Linked DNA regions of Mus musculus: region 1 is linked to region 2. Evidence: chromatin contacts called from public ChIA-PET data. All regions are on one chromosome and are shown on one strand. The core of a region is the stretch at or near the end of the contact, and the rest is flanking DNA. Distances in the headings are between cores, read along the strand shown. Region 1 has its middle 38 kb from the start of 0610025J13Rik. Region 2 overlaps Nfia (nuclear factor I/A).

The links. ChIA-PET counts read pairs in DNA pulled down with a chosen protein or histone mark.
Region 1: an RNA polymerase II ChIA-PET map of effector CD8 T cells shows a contact between it and region 2, with 6 read pairs. The contact joins two enhancer-like sites.

Annotation. Positions count from the first base shown.
Region 1 is chr4:98,280,971-98,285,656 of GRCm38.p6, reverse strand. No RefSeq gene overlaps it. Among named protein-coding and RNA genes, the nearest start is that of 0610025J13Rik, 38 kb to the left of the region's middle. Within about 2 kb of position 3,161, at least 22 of the 459 cell types and tissues checked have an H3K27ac peak or open chromatin away from gene starts, as enhancers often do. A contact at or near this core is called in effector CD8 T cells, where this site is marked.
Region 2 is chr4:97,857,128-97,862,461 of GRCm38.p6, reverse strand. The region is part of intron 2 of Nfia (nuclear factor I/A); the gene reads right to left. It overlaps Gm19417 (a long non-coding RNA gene), which reads left to right. Exons shown (of 2, transcript XR_376437.4): 2 at 1-5,334. Among named protein-coding and RNA genes, the nearest start is that of Gm19417, 9.2 kb to the left of the region's middle. Within about 2 kb of position 1,326, at least 28 of the 459 cell types and tissues checked have an H3K27ac peak or open chromatin away from gene starts, as enhancers often do. A contact at or near this core is called in effector CD8 T cells, where this site is marked.

The sequences.
Region 1 (4,686 bases), core at 1,912-4,411, 420 kb before region 2:
TACAGTATTGTGGTGGGACAACGAAGCTTTGTGGTATCACAATGGCTCATCATAATATGACACTGCATTGTAATGGCACAATGGAACACTGCCATATCTCAAGGTGGATTTTGAAAGCATAATGGAGCATTCCTTTAAAATAATGTCACATAGGATTATGCTGACAAAATACAGCATTATGATGGCATAGTGGGTTCTTGTTATGTCATGATGCATCATTCTTATAATACAGTGGATCATGATGGCAGATTTGCTATGGCACAAGAAGTCATTATAAGATCACAGTTGAGCTTTGTAAGCATTTCAGTGACACACTGAACCATTACAGTGCTGCAATGTGGTATGACATTATGTGATGGCATAATGGATCCTTGTGATGTCAGAGGAGAGCAGTGTAATGATGCACTGGATTGTTATGATGTCACAATGAATCATTATGATGTTACAAAAGAACAGTGTGTTAACATAGTTTGCACTATGGTGGTACCATGGATCAATATGATGACGACAATGTTACATTGTGATGGCATAATGTAGCTTTATGACGGCACAATGAGCCTTTATAATGTTGCACTGCATCATTATTATGCCACAGTGTGGCTTTATGATGATACAATGGGGGACTGTGATAACACAAAAGACAATTGTGATAACAGAGATTAGTACTGTAATGGTACAGTGAAGGTCTGTGATGTCACGCATTGTTTTATCACAATTGAGCATCATGATGGCACATTGGTTCATTGTGTTGTCAAAAAGCACTATTGTGGTCATGGCAGGCACAAGGCATTTTTGTGATGGCAAAATCCGTCATTATGATGGTGTAATGGTCAGTATAACCTTGTACATTCTAACAACAAAGAATACTCATTAGCTATGGTTAAACCATAGACACACTTTTCTGTGTCTTAGTGGAGGGAACGTTCTTAGAATCATTTGGCATGTTCCATGGTAATCAAATTATGTAGAATACTTCTGTTTTAATAATACTAGCCCTTTAAGTCTTTGAATTTTGTTTGAGACAGGGTTTCTCTGTGTATCCCTGGCTGGCCTGGACTCACTCTGTAGACCAGGCTGGCCTCAAACTCAGAGATCCACCTGCCTCTGTCTCTCAAGTGCTGGGATTAAAGGCATGCACCACCACCAAGTCTTTGAACTTTTAAATTTTACATGTTTCATTTCACTTGGAGTGAGCTTCTTTTGAAGCTACATTTCAGCTGATCAACTAAGACACATGGCTCTTGAATTAGATTGTCGAATTAAAAATCTCTAGCAAATATATTTATGTTCATGATTCCTCTTTCTTTCATTATCCTTCCTTCAATATAAATCTATTATGACACATATTTCCAGTTTCTGTATGTGTAAATAACCAGGAGTTGCAAGTATTTAAATGAAGACTCTTTTCTCTTTGAGATATGATTGATGTGACTCATAGGTCAAGATACAATACATTGATTAAAGCCCATTGTAAACACAGTTCCCACTCACACATGTGGTGGCTGCTGGATGAAAGCCTGGAACTGGAAGAGGGGCCAGAGGGCACTTGCATTAGTGTGTCAGGGCTGGTGCTGAAGTCAAAGGGCAGAATGTGAAGGATTCTTAGCATCTCTAGGAGGATGGTCATGGAAGAGTCCACACACAGGCAGAATTAGCTTATTGGATGGGAGGAAGGACTGCTTTGGCAGTGAGAGAAGCCTAGGGATGCTGAGCACTGTGGGGATTTATATGTCCCTGTATTTACCAAAATATGCTCATTTTAGATTTCAGGTTTCATCCTTTTCAGAGTGAGGTCTTACTCAAACATAGATGACTAAGTAAGAATATAAACTCAATTGAATTTGAATTCAAAACTCAGTCTTGGTATCTAACTTTTGGAATCATTCTATTGGCTTAAGAGATTTTGGAGTTTGTCTGAGGGCAATTAAAGAACTGTCTAAGTTTCTAATTTTGCCTAGCCTGCAGGCATGTCTAACCTTTTGACATTGTGACTCGAGGTTACCAAGTTCACACTCAAGAATCATGCAATCTAGTTACAAACAAAAAGCAAGGGAATAAACAAACAAAAAGCATCCAAGTATTTTAAGTAAGTTTATTATTTTGTTGAGTATAACTGTTCCCTCAGAGGCTACAGGTTAGACACATCTTAAAGAAAATTTAAAAACCTTAGTTTATAATTTCCTTTCCTGAGCTCTTCATTGCTTCAGAAATGTCCTACAGCCCCTTAGTCTCTGTTTACCCTATTCCTACTACCCTGATCCACCAAGCTATTGCCTCTTTGAAACACACAATTAAATGGCACATTGGAACATTATGGTGGTACATTGTAGTACCACTAAAAAAAATGTCGTGATTTAGCTAGCTATTTTTGTGACCATGCCCTGAACTGATTTTTTTGTTGTTGTTGTTCTTCAGGAAGAATTGAATTATACTTGTCTTCAGCCATGTGACTCTTCCCAGGGAGATGTAAAGAAATGCTTGCTTACACCAAACAGAGAGGGTGTCAACAGATTAAAGAAAGGACTGCCATCTGAGTACATTTGGTGAATCAATGAGTTTATTAGGATTACTTACAAGAGTTGGGTAACTCAAAGCAGATAAGACACCAGGATCTTTGCCATAGACACTGTTAGTAGAGCCGCTGGTGAATCCTAATCCTTCGTCAATGTTGTACTTACTATACCTTCAATCAACTCCCAACACCTAGTGAAGCTGGAGAAGGAGGAAGCAGTGATTGGTCTCTCATGTGAAGACTTGGACTCTCATTATTATTACTATAACCTAGCTGTGACTATAGACTAAGGTATTCTGTAGGTCACCATAGCAACTCTGTTTCATGGTGGCAATGGCCATGTCAATACCTAAGAAAGAATACCTCTATATCACCTTCAAGCCAACAAAGTCATGTAACTACTGTCAGTCAAGTTCCTATTGTTGGGAGTCTGTTGTCTATAATTACTTCTACTTCTGAAATCTATATTAGTCATAGCACAGTATAAGAGAGAAAACACTCTGGATATTTTAAGCATGAAAGGATTATATACAGGAAATGAAGTGCCTTAAAAATATTTGAAAATGTTAGATTAACATGAATCAGGAAGCCACAAATGGAACTATTAAATTTAATGCTCATCATCATAGATTCTATTTAGAGATAAGGTAGCTGGGTAACGAAGCCACTTCCTCTGTCACCAACTGAAAGTTTCTTGACACCACAGAAGTGTTAACCATGCACAGAGTCTGGTCATCAATGCCCCAAAGTCGCTTGTAATACTTATGTTTTTGTGAGCTTGCTTGTTAGCAGAATAACAAAAAGACAGCAACCTGTTTTATATTCAAAACTTTTTCAAATGCATCAATCCACAGAATCTAATTTGCATATAAAATGCTAGCAGTCTAAAAGCCTGGCTGATGTAGTTTTTAACCCATAGGCTCTCTAAGGAAATGGGAAGGGGTGCTATCCAGAGTGTTGATAACCTGTTTTGTTAGCAGGTGTCACAGGTAGCTTCAACTTGACACAAACCTAAAGTCACTTGTGAACAGGGAGCCTCTGCTAATTATATAGGAGGGCTCAGCTTATTATGAGCATTGTTGACCCTGGGCCAGTGGTCTTGGGTTGTACAAGAAAACAAGCTGAGCAAGACAGGGGGAGCAAGCCTGTAAGCAGTGTTCTGCCATCATCTTGGTTTCAGTGCCTGACTCCAGGTTGAGTTACAGCCCTGGCTTCCCTCAGCGGTAGGCTCTAAGATGAAATAAACCCTTTCCTCCACAAGCTGCTTTTGATCAATATTTTATTACAGCAATAGAGAAACAAATTAGAACAGAGTTGGTATCAGAGAGTGGGATATTGCTGTGACAGAAATGACTATGGTGTTTTGTGGAGGACCGTGGAAGGATTTAGAATTTTGACCTTGGAAAGCCATTGAGCACTCATTGAGAGCTTAGTAAGCTCTTCTGTGGATGCTTAGATGTGAAGGTTGGGAGAAATGCAAACAACGGGGGCAGACTTGTGAAATTTCAAAGCAAGGTAAAACTCTGTCAGACCTGTGTGTGTGATTCAGTGTCTGGCAAACACAGAAGTGAATGGTCACAGTCATCTATTGGATGGATCACAGGGCCCCTAATGAAGAAGCTGGAGAAAGTTCCCAAGGAGCGAAAGGCATCTGCAACCCTATAGGAGGAACAACAATATGAACTAACCAGTACCCCCAGAGCGCGTGTCTCTAGCTGCATATGTAGCAGAGGATGGCTTAGTCGGCCATCAGTGGGAGGAGAGGCTCTTGGTCTTGGGAAGATCATATATCCCAGTACAGGGAAATGCCAGGGCCAGGAAGCGGGAGTGGGTGGGTTGGGGAGCAGGGCAGGAGGAGAGTATAGGAGACTTTGGGGATAGCATTTGAAATGTAAGTGAAGAAAATATCTAATTAAAAAAAGAATCTATGGACTTCAAACCTTTGCTTTACTGGGATGATATATATTGGCTAGCTGGGGATCAAAAGTCAGCTGTGACTATCAAGAGGTCATTGTGGCAAAATCTTCTCAGAAACATTCCTCCAGGGTCATCTAGCAGAAGCTGTGGTCCAGGGACACCAGTGCTGTCTATCGAGCTGTAAGCTGAACTTAGCAACGTTTAAGAGTCTCCCTTAGGACACTGGTTTTAAAGGAATGGAGTAGTCATGGAGAGCA
Region 2 (5,334 bases), core at 77-2,576:
AAAAAAAATAATAAAGTTTGCAAATGTCAAGGCCTTACGGGGCCAGTGCTGAGATGGTTTATCAAAGCCCCTCTTCATTCACAGTGGCTCAGGGGAGTCGGGATATCTTAAAAAGAGGATATATATATATAGACATAGATATAGATATATACACTACATGATATGCCAACTAATTTAATTTCTCTCTCTTACTATAAGCACTATGCAAAATAGTGTTCGAGCATTTATGGTAACATCGAGATATTTGCCTACCATTTATTTGCCTACTATTTATTTGAGATATCATCAGAACATCGACAGGTACACAACCCTTACATTATTATGATGCTGTTTGTTGTGAGTTCACAGAAGTACATTCCAGTTTATATATCCCCAAGGATTGTTAGAGTTTCTTACAAAGGATAGACAAGTTTTTGTTCTGACAAATGAAGAATGAATATAACATGAGAAGCTATAAAACTAACATCTCTTAGATATGTGGAGTACCCTGGGGTAAAAAAAAAAATGTCCTTTTCCATTTACTAATTGATACTTGCCTCTCTTCATCCTATAAAGGTCAATATTCAATTTAAAAAAATGTTTTACAAAACAAAAATGGTAAAATTTATAATGAAGAGAAAATGAACACACATTTCAGTTGTGCTGACATAGCCCTGGCTGAGATTTTTCTGTGTGGATTCTGGCCTCCCTCTTCAGTAAATGTAGCCTGAGGCACAGCTGCCTTGCTGTGTGCTACATAGGCCAGACCCTCTATCCACTTCCATTCCAGCCAAGCCTTTGACACTAGATTCCCACTTGTGTATTGACATCTAAGACTAGTACAACTTAAGGACTAGAGAGATAGCTCATTCAGGACCTGGTTTGGAATCTCTAGTACCCATGGAAAACTTGGGTAGGGCCTGCCTGTTACCTCAGCACTGAGACCACAGAGACAGGATTCCTGGAGCTCAGTAGCCAGCCAGTCTAGTCAACCCACAAGCTCTGGGTTCAGTCAGAGACTCTTCTTCAAAAACAAAGGTGGATATAGATAGCAATTAAGGAAAACACCTGACATTTACCTATGCTCCCCCCCCCCCCAAAACCCTGGAGGGAATACATACACACACAAGTGAGGCATATCCACATGTTCGTGTATACACACATATACTACACACACAAAAACAAATAAAAAGGAAAACAACTAAGTTAGGTTTTAAACTGTGCTTTTAATTCTGTCAGAAATCAGCTGGTGACTGTCATTTTTTTTCCCTCTCCATTGGACTGTGGGCTTCTCAATAGCGGAAATATGACTAATACAGAACTTAACACACATGAGTGTCAAAATGCTGAATGACTAAGTGAGAAAATGACTAGTGAAGTAACTATAAAGGAAGAGGCGGCCGAAGCAGGTACAGAAGATGGCCAACAACATGTGATCCTCTCTGACATCACTCAGGTAGACTAGAACCCATGGCTAGCAAACGCACAAGCCCCGCCTCCCACATTATTCCTTCCTGTGCTGCAGGGTTAGTGTTTTGTTTTTGTGTTTTGCTTTGTAGTTGTTCAGGAAATAAGGGAAGAATAGCAGGTCCCCAGGGTTTACAAGAGTCATGAGTAGCCGGTGCTGTCCCCTAAGAGTCGGCTCTAATGATATCCCCCCACTTACCCTACTATGCCTCTCAAAATCTTAAAATCATAATAAACTCCAGAACCAAGTAATCTCAGTTTAAAAAGCAACTACAGATAATGTTTGGTGATTGGTTCTGTAATGTGATAAAATTTACAGTGTGTTTTTTAAGTCATTTAACTGGAGCTGGGAAGGAGGCCACACACCAATAACACAGTGCAGCTGCAGAGCTGCAGAGGGTCCTCCCCACCGCATGCCACAACGTTCTCAAAGACTGAATCATGTCTGGTTGGGTCCTGTCAAAAGTTTACTCATGGATCTCAGCTGTCACAACCTAAAACATGACTTTAGCTTCAGGGCGTGTGGTCTAGCAAAAGCCAAGATCTCAGTTCTCCATCCTGCTCTAAGAACCAGACTCCCCTGAATTTCTGGTCCCTGATTTATCTGCTTATTGGTAGGTGGTTTTTGTTATTATTGCTCTTTTGGGGATTGCTGGGTTTTTGTTTTTTTGTTTGTTGGTTGGTTTGACTTTTGTTTTCTGTTTGCTTTTGGTTTCTTTTTCTTTTCTTTTCTTCTTTCTTTCTTTCTTTCTTTCTTTCTTTCTTTCTTTCTTTCTTTCTTTCTTCCTTCTTTTTTTTTTTTTGAAACCTTATTGTTTTGTTTTCTCCATTGCTGAGAACATAACTGGGTAGCACCTAGAAAGTGCTCTACCACTGAGCTCCATCACCAGCCAGTCCCTTTCTGCTCTTCCATTTCACTGTATGGTATCACGACAACAGGAAGGCCGCTTCTGTTTTTCTCAGGTTTCTAAAGTGAACATCACATTCTGGGCTGGTGGCTGGTTTTGGACCCCTGAGGAGCAGATTCACTTATTCAAGTCTTCCCTCCCTAACCCAATGCTGGATGAAACAGGAGCATCGAATTCTTCTAAACTCTATAGTACACCCTCTCTCTGCTCCTTTCACCGATTCATAATTGGATGTGGAATTCCCCAACCTATTTCATCAAAAGTCCATTTCATTTCAAAACCACGTGGAAAGCAAAAGAAACCATCTGCTTTGTGAAGCGTCAGCACACACAAGGCTTTCAGGGCAGGTAGTGGTGTGTGGGAAAGGCCTTCACAACAGCTTTGCATGCTACCCTGGCCTGCTGAGGGTGCATGTGTTTCACAACCACCAGGGAAGGCTGGGAACAGACCCAGGGCAGGGTTTCTGTTACTACATTTAGCTATTGCCTCTCCATCTGCAAAATGCCCTCACCTCGTAACTCAACTCTTCTTTTAGCTCTCACACGTGAGGGGAAGAGAGTCAAGATGGATGGAAGCAGAGCAATAATGCAATAGCAGTGCCTCAGGCTGAGACCAAATCCAGTGCTCTCATCAGCTCTGGCCTGATTCCTGTCTCTGCTGGCTCATCCCTAATACAGAATACTTTACTGAGAATGCACCGAGAACTGGTTGCTATGTCATGAAATTCATGTGTCAACTTCACCAATTCCCTAAGGTACCATCTTTAGACCAGCTTCAGAGAAAGGAAACCAAGCCTGAAAAAAGAGCTGCCTGCCCCAAACTGAACAGTCAGAAAGTGACATGGCTGGGTTATCTGGCTATGACTCTGACATCCTCTTTGGAACATCATGACACCCAGCTCAGAAAGGTAAGAGGAAGGAAATGAAGGGCAATCAGAAAGAGTGAGTGGTAAGGGACAGCCTGGGAATGAATAAAATGGATCCTTGCTCTCCTCTCCTGTGGGTAGATTTCAGGTCTCTATAGGAGAACAAAGGCCCTCTACTCTGGGGAAAATATACAGACTGAAACTTCCATTCATTTGTAAATGTGCACCTTCCAAAGAATTCCCATACAACTTGTCTGTGTGTCATCTTTGCCACAAAACCTGTTGTGGTCAGAGAAAAGAAGAGAAATCGCAGGCGTGGAGTCAAGATCTTGCCCCATCACACTCGTGGTGGGTAAGGAGTACAGGAGGCCAGCACACCTCCCTCTCAGCTGTCCTTTAGCTTCCTTTTCCTGAACCAACAGCTTCTTTCCTAAATGAGCAACAAAAGCTCTGGGCCAGCATCAAACCTCAGGGGCTCTGGCCTCTGTCATTTAGTAGCTGTGAAGCCTTGAACAGGATTTACAGGCACTTGGGCTACAGGTCCCTCATCTCTCATTTGGAGGTAACAGTACCTATTCTCTCTATTACATGGTGTTGTCAGAAAAATCAAACGAGAAAATGGATGTGAAGAGTCCCTTTGAAAACTGCAAATACTATACGAATATAAAGGATTATTATTTTTTGGGTCCAATAAAACTTTCTCAGTTGAATGAGCCCTGTGTAGATGGATGGTCAAGTTTTAATAACCAAGAAAAACGCTCCGATTCTTGAAACAATTTACAGAGCTACTCACTCCCAGTAAAGGACACTGGTTATAAAATGACTTAAATCAGCACTCTCTGCCATCTTCTAGACATAAATTGTTACTGGCTGAGGATAGGTAGCAAAATGGCTATTTTCAAGACACACAGCCTTTGACTATAAAATGCTGATCTTCCCTAGTCTAGAACATGGAACATGGAGCAAGGTAGGAAAACAAAGGCTACTGGTATTTAAAGAATGGGTGCCCTTATCTCCACAGTGCCCAGGAGACTACAAATGCTCAAACCAGATTCTCATTAAATATTTCAAGGATGTTAGTCAGAGCCAGATCAACTCTGTTATGCACCAACAGGCTGGCTTTATCCTCAAACCAATCATAAATAAACTTCTAAATACAGCCTGTTCAAAACACGTATTTCAAAAAGTATTACCAACCTTTATGCAATCTGTCACTAGCATGTACCAAATTCATTTAAAGCTACCTTCTGTAGAGATGAGCCACACTCTTGCGGCCACTTGTATTTGGAATAGAGGTTCATACAGTATTATTTTTAATAACGTCTAACGTTATTCCTTTCTCTTTAGGAGACAGAAATTCACTGCCAAACACACTGCTTCCATTCACAAGATTATTTATGGCAGAGATAATTGAATTCTGGTCACATGACTAAGGAAGACTAGGTTGAGAGTGGAAAGAACCCAACCATAATTTCTAGAGAGATCCATAAATCACTGCTTTCTTCCCCTGGAGGTTGAAGTCCTCAGAGCTCTATGGATTCTTCCCTGGCATTTATCCCCAGTTGGGAAACATCACTGAAATTCCTTTCTATGTTCAGTGGCAAAACTCTTAAGGTAGATACACTGAAATTACTCTCTATATTGGTCTTTGAGAATGCCAATGGGGCTCAGAGGAAATCCCACCCTTTTCCATAGGCCAAATGTTCCTGTCTCTCTTACAAGCAGTTTGAAGAGCAAATCAGAATTAAGTGTACAAGCCTATTCCAGTACTCTCTTTCCCCCTAACAAAATGAGCCACCTTCCAGAAGCACATGACAAGCACAGCACGACAGACACGGTAGCCATAGGTGGCAAAGTCTCGTGATCGTTCTCACATCTATCAGCAGTATTCAGCCATTCCTTAAAGAAGATAGACTCAAAGCCCGCCCTAAACAAGGAATTTCTCCCTGTTTGTCCACTCTGTGTTCTACCAGACTTGGGACTTGAATGATTCAATCTGCTTGCATTACAGATAGCATTTATAGATCTTTGCACTTCTTGGCTAAGTCTAAGAAGTTACTAAGCTGCTTGGTTACTTTCAAAATATCTTCAGCTTATTCTCAAAATACAAATGCA